2 separate regions of the Mus musculus genome follow, and region 2 is linked to region 1. The links are chromatin contacts, called in public Hi-C maps. All regions are on one chromosome and are shown on one strand. The core of a region is the stretch at or near the end of the contact, and the rest is flanking DNA. Distances in the headings are between cores, read along the strand shown. Region 1 holds the start of Eml4 (echinoderm microtubule associated protein like 4). Region 2 holds the start of Thada (thyroid adenoma associated).

The links. Hi-C and Micro-C count contacts between places; a contact is called where the count stands out from the background.
Region 2: a contact with region 1 is called in a Hi-C map of cardiomyocytes, with 6 times the contacts expected there. The contact joins the promoter of Thada here to the promoter of Eml4 in region 1. A contact is called at or near these places in 1 of 39 promoter capture datasets (pre-B cells), 1 of 484 Hi-C or Micro-C datasets (cardiomyocytes) and 1 of 115 datasets of contacts at active chromatin or transcription factors (large pre-B cells).

The regions. Positions count from the first base shown.
Region 1 is chr17:83,347,667-83,352,632 of GRCm38.p6, forward strand. It overlaps Eml4 (echinoderm microtubule associated protein like 4), which reads left to right and starts at 3,275. Exons shown (of 23, transcript NM_001379374.1): 1 at 3,275-3,573. The coding sequence starts at 3,549.
Region 2 is chr17:84,464,459-84,469,484 of GRCm38.p6, forward strand. It overlaps Thada (thyroid adenoma associated), which reads right to left and starts at 1,750. Exons shown (of 38, transcript NM_183021.3): 1 at 1,636-1,750; 2 at 1-43.

The DNA.
Region 1 (4,966 bases), core at 2,025-4,524:
CCCATTGAGACTACCTTACCCATTGAGACTACCCTACCCATTGAGACTAATCTACCCATTGAGACTACCTTACCCATTGAGATTAATCTACCCATTGAGACTACCCTACCCATTGAGACTAATCTACCCATTGAGACTACCCTACCCATTGAGACTACCCTACCCATTGAGACTACCCTACTCATCTCTTCAGTCTTTATTTGTATTGTTCTGAGTTTTTAATTTCATTTTTTTTCTGTCTCAGCTTTTTGGTTTGTTTTTTGTTTTTGCTTTCGTTTTTGTTTAAAAACTTCTTTGGCTGATTTCAATGGTTAGAATAAATCTGGATTACTTAGGTAAAAATAACTGACACAGGCAGATTTATCATGAAATATACAATGCTTGATCTTCAGATGTCTTCATCCCTTGCCTCCACTTTTCCTGTTGGTTTGTCTGTCTTACTTTTGAAGATAGGATTAATTACAAGGTTTCTTTTTGTCCAGGCTCCCCTTAGACTTGCTATGGATGTGAAGATGATCTTGACCTTTTGGTCTCCCTGACTCAGCCTCCAGGGTGCTGAGCTTACAGGAAAACACAGCATGCCCGGCAGCCTGAGCCTGCACTGAGTGTGCCTGCCCTGAGTGTGCCTGCCCTGAGTGTGCCTGCACTGAGTGTGTAAGAAGGCGCATCTTTCCATCACAGCCTTCCTTCCCTTAGTCACGTATTCCACTCCGGCAGGAACTATTGGAATAACTAGATATCTGGGGCAACTAGCTTTCAAAGAGTTGGGGATACATTTGATGTTAGGCTTAGTGAAATATTCCACCCAGACCACGGCCATTTGCATTGAATCAGTGCCAGCTACTTTTGTTTAGCGATAGATTTCGGGAGTGCTCCTGTGGCTCAGCTCACTGACTTGCCTGGCGTCCCAGCATAGAATTTCAGGGCTAGAGGTTAGAACACCATATGGACATACAGCTGGCCCTGGCAGTATGTGAGGAGTGTGGGAGGAGCAAGGGTTGCAACACACAAAGCCAAAGGGGAAGGTCCTTGCAGTCATCAGATAAGTACATTGTAAGTAGAGAATTTGGCCTTCATTGATGGCAAGCCAAAATAGACATTTGTCTCCTGTCAAGAACATACTCAGTAACGCAGTGCTGTAGAATTTTAAATGTATAATACTTGTGTTTTTCTTTTTAAAATGTGAATCATATGAAATTAATCAGAATGCCTCTAGCAATTATATATAATGTATAGCATATATGTAATATATACATATATGTAATATATACATATATAATATACACGCATATATACATATAATATATACACATATGTAATATATACATATACACACATATATACATATATGTAATATATACGTATGTATACCTATATGTGATATATACATATATAATATATACATATATATACTATATATATGGCTTTACTATAAGTAGGAAATCAAGTTCTACTTCAATTATTGAAAACTTAAAAATTGGTTCACCATGCTAGAAGAAAACCTGACTTACTATTCTCTTCTTTTAGTTAAACATTTTTTAAAAAGCCAATGTCAGGTTTTCATTTGTTGTGCTTGTGCATGCGTGTGCCAGAGGTCAGCCTCAGGTACAGTTCCTCATGAGCTGTTTATGAGATAGGACCTCTCTGTGGAGGCTGGCTGGCCAGGATGCCCTGGCGTTCAGTTTGTCTCTGCCTTCCCAGATCTGGGATTGTAAGTGTACATCAGTACACTTTCCCTGCTTCTGTGGGAAGCACATTACTGACTGTCATCTCTCAGCCTTGCTGTGTCCTGTTTACAACACTGACCTCCTAGGTTTGCTGTGATGTTTCCTTAAGTTTTTAAGTTAGATTTTGTTTGTTGGCTGTTTCCAGAGCTGGGGATCAAACCCAGTGCCTCCTATTTACTAAGCACAATTGGTCACCGAGGTACACTCCCAGGCCCTTAGGAAAGAAGTTTAAAAAGGCATCAAAGGGGAGAGGTATCCTTCAAGGATGTTTAACAATCCTTTCAACCATTTAATTCTGTCAATTCTTTTCATGGCAGTTGTTGTTCCCCATTTCTTCTCTCCTTACTTCAATTTGTTCCTTGTAACCTACAACTCTATTAACAGACATTCTTATTTTTTTCCTAACCCAGCTACTTTAAAAGGTATATCTAATTTAGTCTCTGAGACACCTTACAGTTTTTTGTTACTCTAATCTGCACATCGACCTAGAAGGGACCTAAACTATTCAAATGTCTTTGTAAGGAAAGAGGATAAAATCAGAGGGTTGAGAGCTGGAGAGATATAGCTCAGCGGTTAAGAGCCCTGACTGCTCTTCCAGAGGTCCTGAGTTCAATTCCCCGCAACCACATGGTGACTCACAACCATCTGTAACCGGGTGACAGTGTACCCATATAAATTTAAAAAAAATCTTTAAAAAATAAAATAATAATAATAAAAGATTAGAGGGTTGAAGAAGATGGGATGAGTTTTGGTTGTGCTTGTGCATGCGTGTGCCAGAGGTCAGCCTCAGGTACAGTCTAGCACTTGAATTTGCAAATAAATTAAAGCAAGGCCTAAATTTAGTTAGGTGACTTCATAGATTTGAGCCTAGAACTAAGGTTTATTTAAAAACTAATAGTCTGTGCTATAGTTTCCTGATAGGCTATCCGGTGGCTTTGTGCCCTGATGGGAAGAACAAAAGGAGAGTAAGCCAAGCCAGTCTTTTACGTGCACTTTCCTCATAAGACTTGGGTAAGACGAACTCTTTTCATCCAGCATTAACATTGTTTGCTTGTGCTCTGTCCTAGAACCTGCGGTTGTGGCAGACATGGCCTCAGGCTGGTCAAAAAGTCTTGTCTCTACCTAGAATTCTCACTGACTAGAGGAGAGGGGAACCCCAAGAAGGGGAATCTTTCCTCTCACTCGTTAGCCTCCTCGTTACCTCCCTTCAAAAGAACTCTAGAACTGTGCTCCGCGGGCTTCCCAGAGGGAAAGAATCCCACAGTGCAGGTCAGCTTTCTAGCAGCAGGACACCCACGAGCCCCGTCCACTCAGACCCAGTTTCGGGCTGGAGAATCCTGGTGGCGAAACCGGGCCAGGAACACAAGAGCAGCCAATAGCCTCCTAACTCTCAAGAGTTCTCTGCGGCTGCGGAGGCAGGGCAGAGAGGGAGGGGCGTGTCGCGGGAAGCCCCGCCCCGTTCCGTCACGTGGGGCGGGATCGGAAGCGTGACGGCGTGCGCGGGGGCGGAGCCGTGGCTGCGCGCGGGCGCGGGGGCGGGGCGCGGCGCGGCGCGGCGCGGCGCTCACGGCTGCGGCTTAGGAGAGAGAGAGAGAGAGGGAGAGAGGCCGGGCAGGCGGCGGGCGGCGCGGCTCTCAACCTGATTGACCGACTGACCCTCGGGGCTGACGGGCTGACCGGCGGACGGCGGCGGCGGGAGTCGGAAGCCGCGCCGGGCGACGCTGAGAACCGGCGGGTCAGGTCCCGCGGCCGCCGCACGGTCGGGGCGCTGAATGAAGCGCCCGCCCCGCTGAGCCCCGAGCCCGGCGCGGTCCCCGCAAGATGGACGGTTTCGCCGGCAGCCTCGGTGAGTCCGGCCGCGGGCTCGCGCCCCTCGTACGTAACCCGGGACCCCGGCTTCCTGCGCGCGCGCGCGCCGCGGGCCCTGCTCCCCGGGCTGCCCCTGCGGGTGGCCGCCGCTCCCGGCACATGGTCCCCGCGAGGCTGCAGCCCCGCCGCCGCCTCCGGGACGGGCGGCCCCTCCCCCCATGCAGCCCTCGCCTCCAGACCCTCCCTTCTTCCCAGAGCCCCCTTCAGTGCGGGGGCCCTCCTTCCCCTCAACGACCCTCCAGCCGCTGCTACGTCCCTCCCGGTACACTTAGCACCTTCTTCTGACCCCCCCACCCCGTTAAAGTCAGGGCACCCCTTCATCAAATACAGACTCTCCCTCAGAGTACATCTCTCCACTTAAACGGAATGATAGGCAAGATTGGGGCAGCCTTTCCGGAGGGAGTAGGAATCCCCAGTCCCACTTCTGGATTGGAGTCACCCCTTTCAGTCTTTATATTTGAAGATTTATTAAGTAGCCCTCAGTAACTGACAGCTTCCCTCCACTTCCCTGAACGTTTTGCAGTGGTGGAGAGCATTATCATCTACTCAATACAGGGAAGGAAGAGGCGCATCTGTGTTGGGGGACCCTCTTTAAGAGTGAAAGCAGAAGTATGCTCTCCATGCGTGCTGGAGAGAAGTAATCCTGCCCAATGAACCCATAAGAGGGGGCCTCAATCGGAAAAGAAAGGATTCTCCATTTTTGGAATATGCTGTCTTTGTGGAATGGAGAGAAAGGGATAGGGTATCCTGTTGGCTGAAGTGTTTTCTCAGTGTTCCATTTAACCAGAGTACAGGTGCTAAATGTTGTGACTGACTTGAGGAACAGAACTCCAGGGTAACCAGTACCTGTGTCTGGAATGGCTATTCTTTGAGGCCACTGGAATCCAGTTACTGTAGAGATTTCAGTGTTACGGTGAGAGAAACGATTCTGTTTTTGCTGATACTGCGGTTATGTGATACCAGCGACTGGGTTTGATTTGTATATTTGACTAGTTTATGTGGTAGTAGCGTGTATAGTCGGATGCTTTTCTTTTTCCATTTCGTGATAATAAATCTCTAGTTAGTTAATGTTCACTGATCAGCAAACCATCTGGCACTAAGCCATATTTTAATCTGCCCACACAAGATTGGGATTAGATGGATTTTTTTTTTAAAGTAAAGTTAAAAAGTAAACAGAAGAGCATCAGGCTCTTACAGTTGTTAAATAGTAAAGGCACAATTTTGGTCTTGACTTTCTTGAGGGGAAAAAAAAATCATTGTTGTTATACAGCTTTGAGAATGGAAATCCTAAAATAGGAGCAATGCATTGTGGTTCTTTTCTCTCCAAAGACACCTGTTGTCCATTATCTAACCTTTGATGTTTTGTAATT
Region 2 (5,026 bases), core at 500-2,999, 1.1 Mb after region 1:
AAGAAGGAAGAACTTGAGGCAGTGGTCCAGTGGAGAGTTTCTCCTGCAACAACAGTGACATTTGAGGCCACGTGTCTCTTACTGAGGATGGTGGGCTGTGCACCGTAGGGTGCTTAGAGCCTCCCCAGCCTGCACCCCATGAGATGCCAGGATTATCTTACTACCAACAAATTAAGATGACCAATAGATATCTCCCAACAAAGCCACTAGTGAGTGACAATTTCTGAGCTGAGGAGATCTGGTTTGCCAAACAAAATCTGTGGGCTTTTTGTTTAAGGTTTTTTTACTACCTTGAAAATGGGGGGTTTCATTATGTTGTCCTTAAATGAGGTGCTGCTTTGAAGGAGAGATTTCTTTTGTCCCATTTAATAATTAGACATTCTACGAAAGCTTTGAGGATACAGATTCCAGCTTAAGTCAAAGGCAGACCTCCGTGGCCACTGAGGAATGGTCTACCTGCAGACCCTCCCAGGCAGAAAACGACTCAGCATGCGTCACTTAAACTCCTGACATAGCTTCCTTGTTGTCCCTACTTGTCTCTGAAGAATCAAAGCAATCTAACCATGCACTTGCTTATAAACTTCCCAAAGGTTTTCCCTTGCACTAAATAAAATGCATTAGTTACATCCAAATTTGGGTGTATGGCCTGAAAACAATCTGGCCCCAGCTTCCTCTGCCATTCATTTCAGATTTCTTTCACAGCATGTATTACTACCTAAGATTACACTAACTGGCACACCTGTCTATTGCCTGTTTTTCCTAGCACTAAGCTCCATAAAGGTTGCAATGAACTGAATAGTTGTGTTCAGTGTTCCCGTTCTTAACTCCTTAGTCGTTCATGCATGTAGTAAATGCTTTATTAAAATTTCATGAACTAAATCAAGGAATTCTTAATTAACAATTGCTAGAGATATTATAGGAGGGACATATATACTTTTAGAAGGAAGGTGGGCTACCTGGTACCTAAAAGGACATGCTACAGCTAAGTGGCATACCGCTCCAGAAACTGAAGCATTTATAGTCCATTTGGACGGCAAGTCACTACAGCAACGGCAAATGAGCAGTCAAGCAAAAAAGTTAATGAACACAGCCAGACAGAGAGACAACAAGGAAAGGCCTTGAAGTTCTGGGTTAAGTTTAGGGAAATAATTTCCCAAACGAGCAGCCAGCGTGCAAAGTACTGAGAAAGTACTGAGGAAGGAAACTGAGGGGACACTTGTGATTTGAAATGGCAAGTTTGCAGCAGTATTTGATCCCGGAGTCCTAGGGACTACACAGAGATAGACTCGGTGATTCTGCGCGTTCTAAGGGTAAACGTGTGTCCGGGTGAACTGGGCCGGCCCAGAGCCGAAAATCCCGGTTCAGCCTGATGGGCATCTGCCCATAGGTGCCACTTGCTGCTTCCCGCCCATCTACATCTACACCTTCCCGACCGCCTCCCACGTGGAGTCCAAAGACTGACAGAAGGACGGATGAAAACGTGGTTCAAGGGCTGTCTGTCTCCATGGAGACCTCAGCGCCCGGAAGCCACGGCTGGCACCCTCGGGGTGGCCTGCAAGCTGCCCCGGCCGCGCTGTGGCGAAGTCGGTCCCCCGCGCCCGCGTGCCTGGCAGGCAGCGCGCCCGCGAGCCAAACCTCGTGCCCGAGGACGTCTGCAAAGCGTCGCCACCTCTGGACGAGACCCGGAAGCCCGTCAAGTCTACCGCGTCCCTGCGGCTTGTAACGTGGTGCGCGATCCAAAAACCGGTCCCCGGCGAAGGGAGGCAGGGCTGGAAGCTGGCACGGAAATATCGCGAGAGCGGCCGAGTGCCGCTCCTCCAATCAGAAGTGAGGGTGGGTTGTGACGTCATCAAAGAGGGCGTTTGCGAGGGGATTTAGAGAGCCCGCGACTAAACAGTTCTTGATAAGCGAGCCTATGATGGTGACTGCTGGGAATTGCATGCCCCTCACCTCCTTCTGGCTGGCAGAGCAGCAGCCTCCACACCTCTAGGTGTCAGGCCGACATTTCTGTTCCAACCCAGACTTTCTACATTCACTGTGCCCAGCGCAGAGACAGGCAAAATCTACACTCGGGGACGGTTGTGCCAGGGACGGGAACTGAAGCCAAGAGCAACGACTTGAACTCCACTGTCCGAGCCTTAAACGCTGCCTTAAAGGCTGCATCTTTTACACAACTCACAGACTATCTTGCAGTCCAGTCCTTTAAAACTGAGTAAAAATTAGAGACCTATATCACCTTAGTAAGGAGCTGGGACAAGGGACAAGATCACAGAACGGACAAGATGCTGAAAAGGCCGGGATGCTGGCCTGGGCTCTGAGATACATAGTTGGGAAAAACAATGAAAATTAGGTTCATCAGGTGGATGGCTTTTCTATCAAACTTTGTATTTCTTTGTGGTTTTGCCACGTGTATTGTGAGACCCTGACTTAAAGCGTTTCTCCTTGAAAGGTAAAGCCCCTAAAACATTTCCCCAAGCTTGTTTTCCCTGACCTATAAAAATACAGCTAGAAAGAAGCTCTTTGTTCTCTATAGCCAGCAAAAAGCCTTTTTGTTTCTATACTTTACAACCAGAGATGCGATAATTGTAAAAGACCCAGCCAGCACTTGCCTGGCTTCCTGTGCCAAGGACTCAGGGTTAGGGTTAGGGGAAGATAAAAATTCAGAAAGAACTCACTCCCCACTCCTTCTGCCTTGTAAATTTCACCAAGGACACTCCGCCCAACTCTTCCCAACTCCTCAGCTAGCTATTAAAAGCCCCCTACTGTCACTGGGGTCATCGGGGTCGGGTCAAACTCCCCTGACCTGCATGGCGGAAGGAGTTTGTCCTCAGCTAGCTGATAATAAAACCTCTTGCAGTTTGCATCAGTGTGATTTTCTCTCCCGTCTTTGGGGTGCTGGCCAACTTATCCTGGGACTTGAGCGGAGGCCAAGCTTCAGGGGTCTTACAGTATCACTAAACAATAGCTTGGTTGATTTTGTGTCTGTTATCCACCGATTCACATCTTTTGGCATTGCTTTCAGGTCACTCACCTAAAACTGAGTGGTGACAATTCTTTGACTCACTGTTAATATGCCGTTCTCTACTGTGCTGCATTTGTGCTGATATATATGGACATTTGCTCTGGAGGAGTCCAGAGCAGAGGGGTGGGAGCAGGGCAGGGGACTGGACATAGCCGGGGATAGGGAAGCAGGACGGATGTGGCAAGAATTGTGTAGGTTATTAGTAGGTTATTATCAGGGAAGCCTGGCTACTGTTAAATTAGAGGAGGAAGTGGAAAAGGCCAGGATACTAATCTGTGCTCTGAGATGCCTAACCAGGACCTGTGGAAAAGGACCAGAAGAGTTTGGAGGCTAGCATTGGCTCTGGTGTGCACCAGAGGTGCATGTCAACAAGGAGGAAGATGTCTTCTTTGCCAGAAGCAGGGAAAATAGGAGAAAGGCTCTTCCTGACAGACAGAAACCATTCCTCAAATTTCTGAGGAACGCTGAAAATGTCAGCAATTCTATAGGGCAGCATGAGCTGAGCCAAGACTGTCATTTTGGACCAAGTCAGTGGGCCTGCTTTTTAGGGCTGCCTGGGGTTTTCCTAATAGTAACAAACTACTGATAGTCTGGGGGTCCTGAAATGATACAGTCTAGAGGTTTGGGTTAGGTTAATTTTTTTCAGCCAGCTAAAGAATTAAAATGCAGGAAAAATCTGGAATGCAACAGTAGCAGAAAAGAAATCTCAAACAGCAGACAGAATCAGCAGTTGAAGAAAATCCCTACTCCCTGGTCAAAAATAAGTATGGGAATTCCTGAGGGTGGTTGGATACTGCTGGCCATGGATAATGAGATTTGCTGAGACAGTCAAGCCCCTCTATGCCAGCTCACGGACAGCCCAGTCCTTAGAATGGACTGAGACCGAACAGAGGGCCTTCAAAGCCATGAAAGGCCCTGATGTCTGCCCAGCCCTGGCCCTCCTAGACATTACTAAGCCTTGTGCATGAACGATGCCAGAGGCACTGTCAAGGGGATTTTCATGCAGACCCGGGCAGCCTGGAAAAGATTTGGTGGCAGATCTATCTTGCGCGCGCCCCCAACTCGCCAGCAAGAACGACACGGCAACAGGATCCTTCTGCACACGTTTATTCAGTCCTGTTTCTTCTTTCTCTATATCTCCCTTGTTTATATCTCTCCCGAACCCTGGGCCTCTCACTCTTTTATACTCTCAGTTCCCATCCACGCACAACAGGCCACGCCACCTCACTAGGCACACAGCTTCAGCTAATCAGGGCAGCAAGGGCATATCTCCATCAAAATGGATTCACCGGTATCCTGGTACACCTGCGCAGCTCTCAAGATGTTTCTGGCTTATATGAGGAAGTCAGGTGCAAGTCATATGACTTAGCTGCAGTCCCTGGCGCCTTTGGGACTGCTGCCACACCCGCTCCTCACAGATCTGTACAAGAAACTTGACCTGTTCACAGCTGGATGGTCAGCAGTTATGAGAGTCATTACTGCCACCACTTTGCTGGTAAGAGAAAAAAAGCTGACGGATTAACTTTAGCACACAAACTGACAGTCCCACATTCTGTTGAGACCCTCTTGAGGGGAGCATCCATGAGATGGATGTCTAACTCCCAGATGATCCAATACCAAGCCCTGCTTTGGGGCAAACCGGCATTCGGTTCCACAAGACATCAGCCATCAACTCCTCAGGTCCCCTGCATGACTGTCTTGAGGTGACTGACCCGATCCAGTCTATCAAGCTTGATCTGACTGGTGTACCATTGGTAACACTGGATGAGGCATTGTTCACAGATGGAAGCAGTTTCATCCAAGATGGAATATACAAGGGCAAAAGTAGTGACTTAAGATAGAACTAACTATTTGGGCACAATCTTTAAGCAAGGGAACCTCATCTCAATGAGCTGAACTTTGACTCAAACATTCCACTGGGGAAGACAAGGCTGTCACCATATACACTAATAACACATACTGACCAGACTGCCCCAAGAAGTGGCCTTAAAACCAGTAGGGACA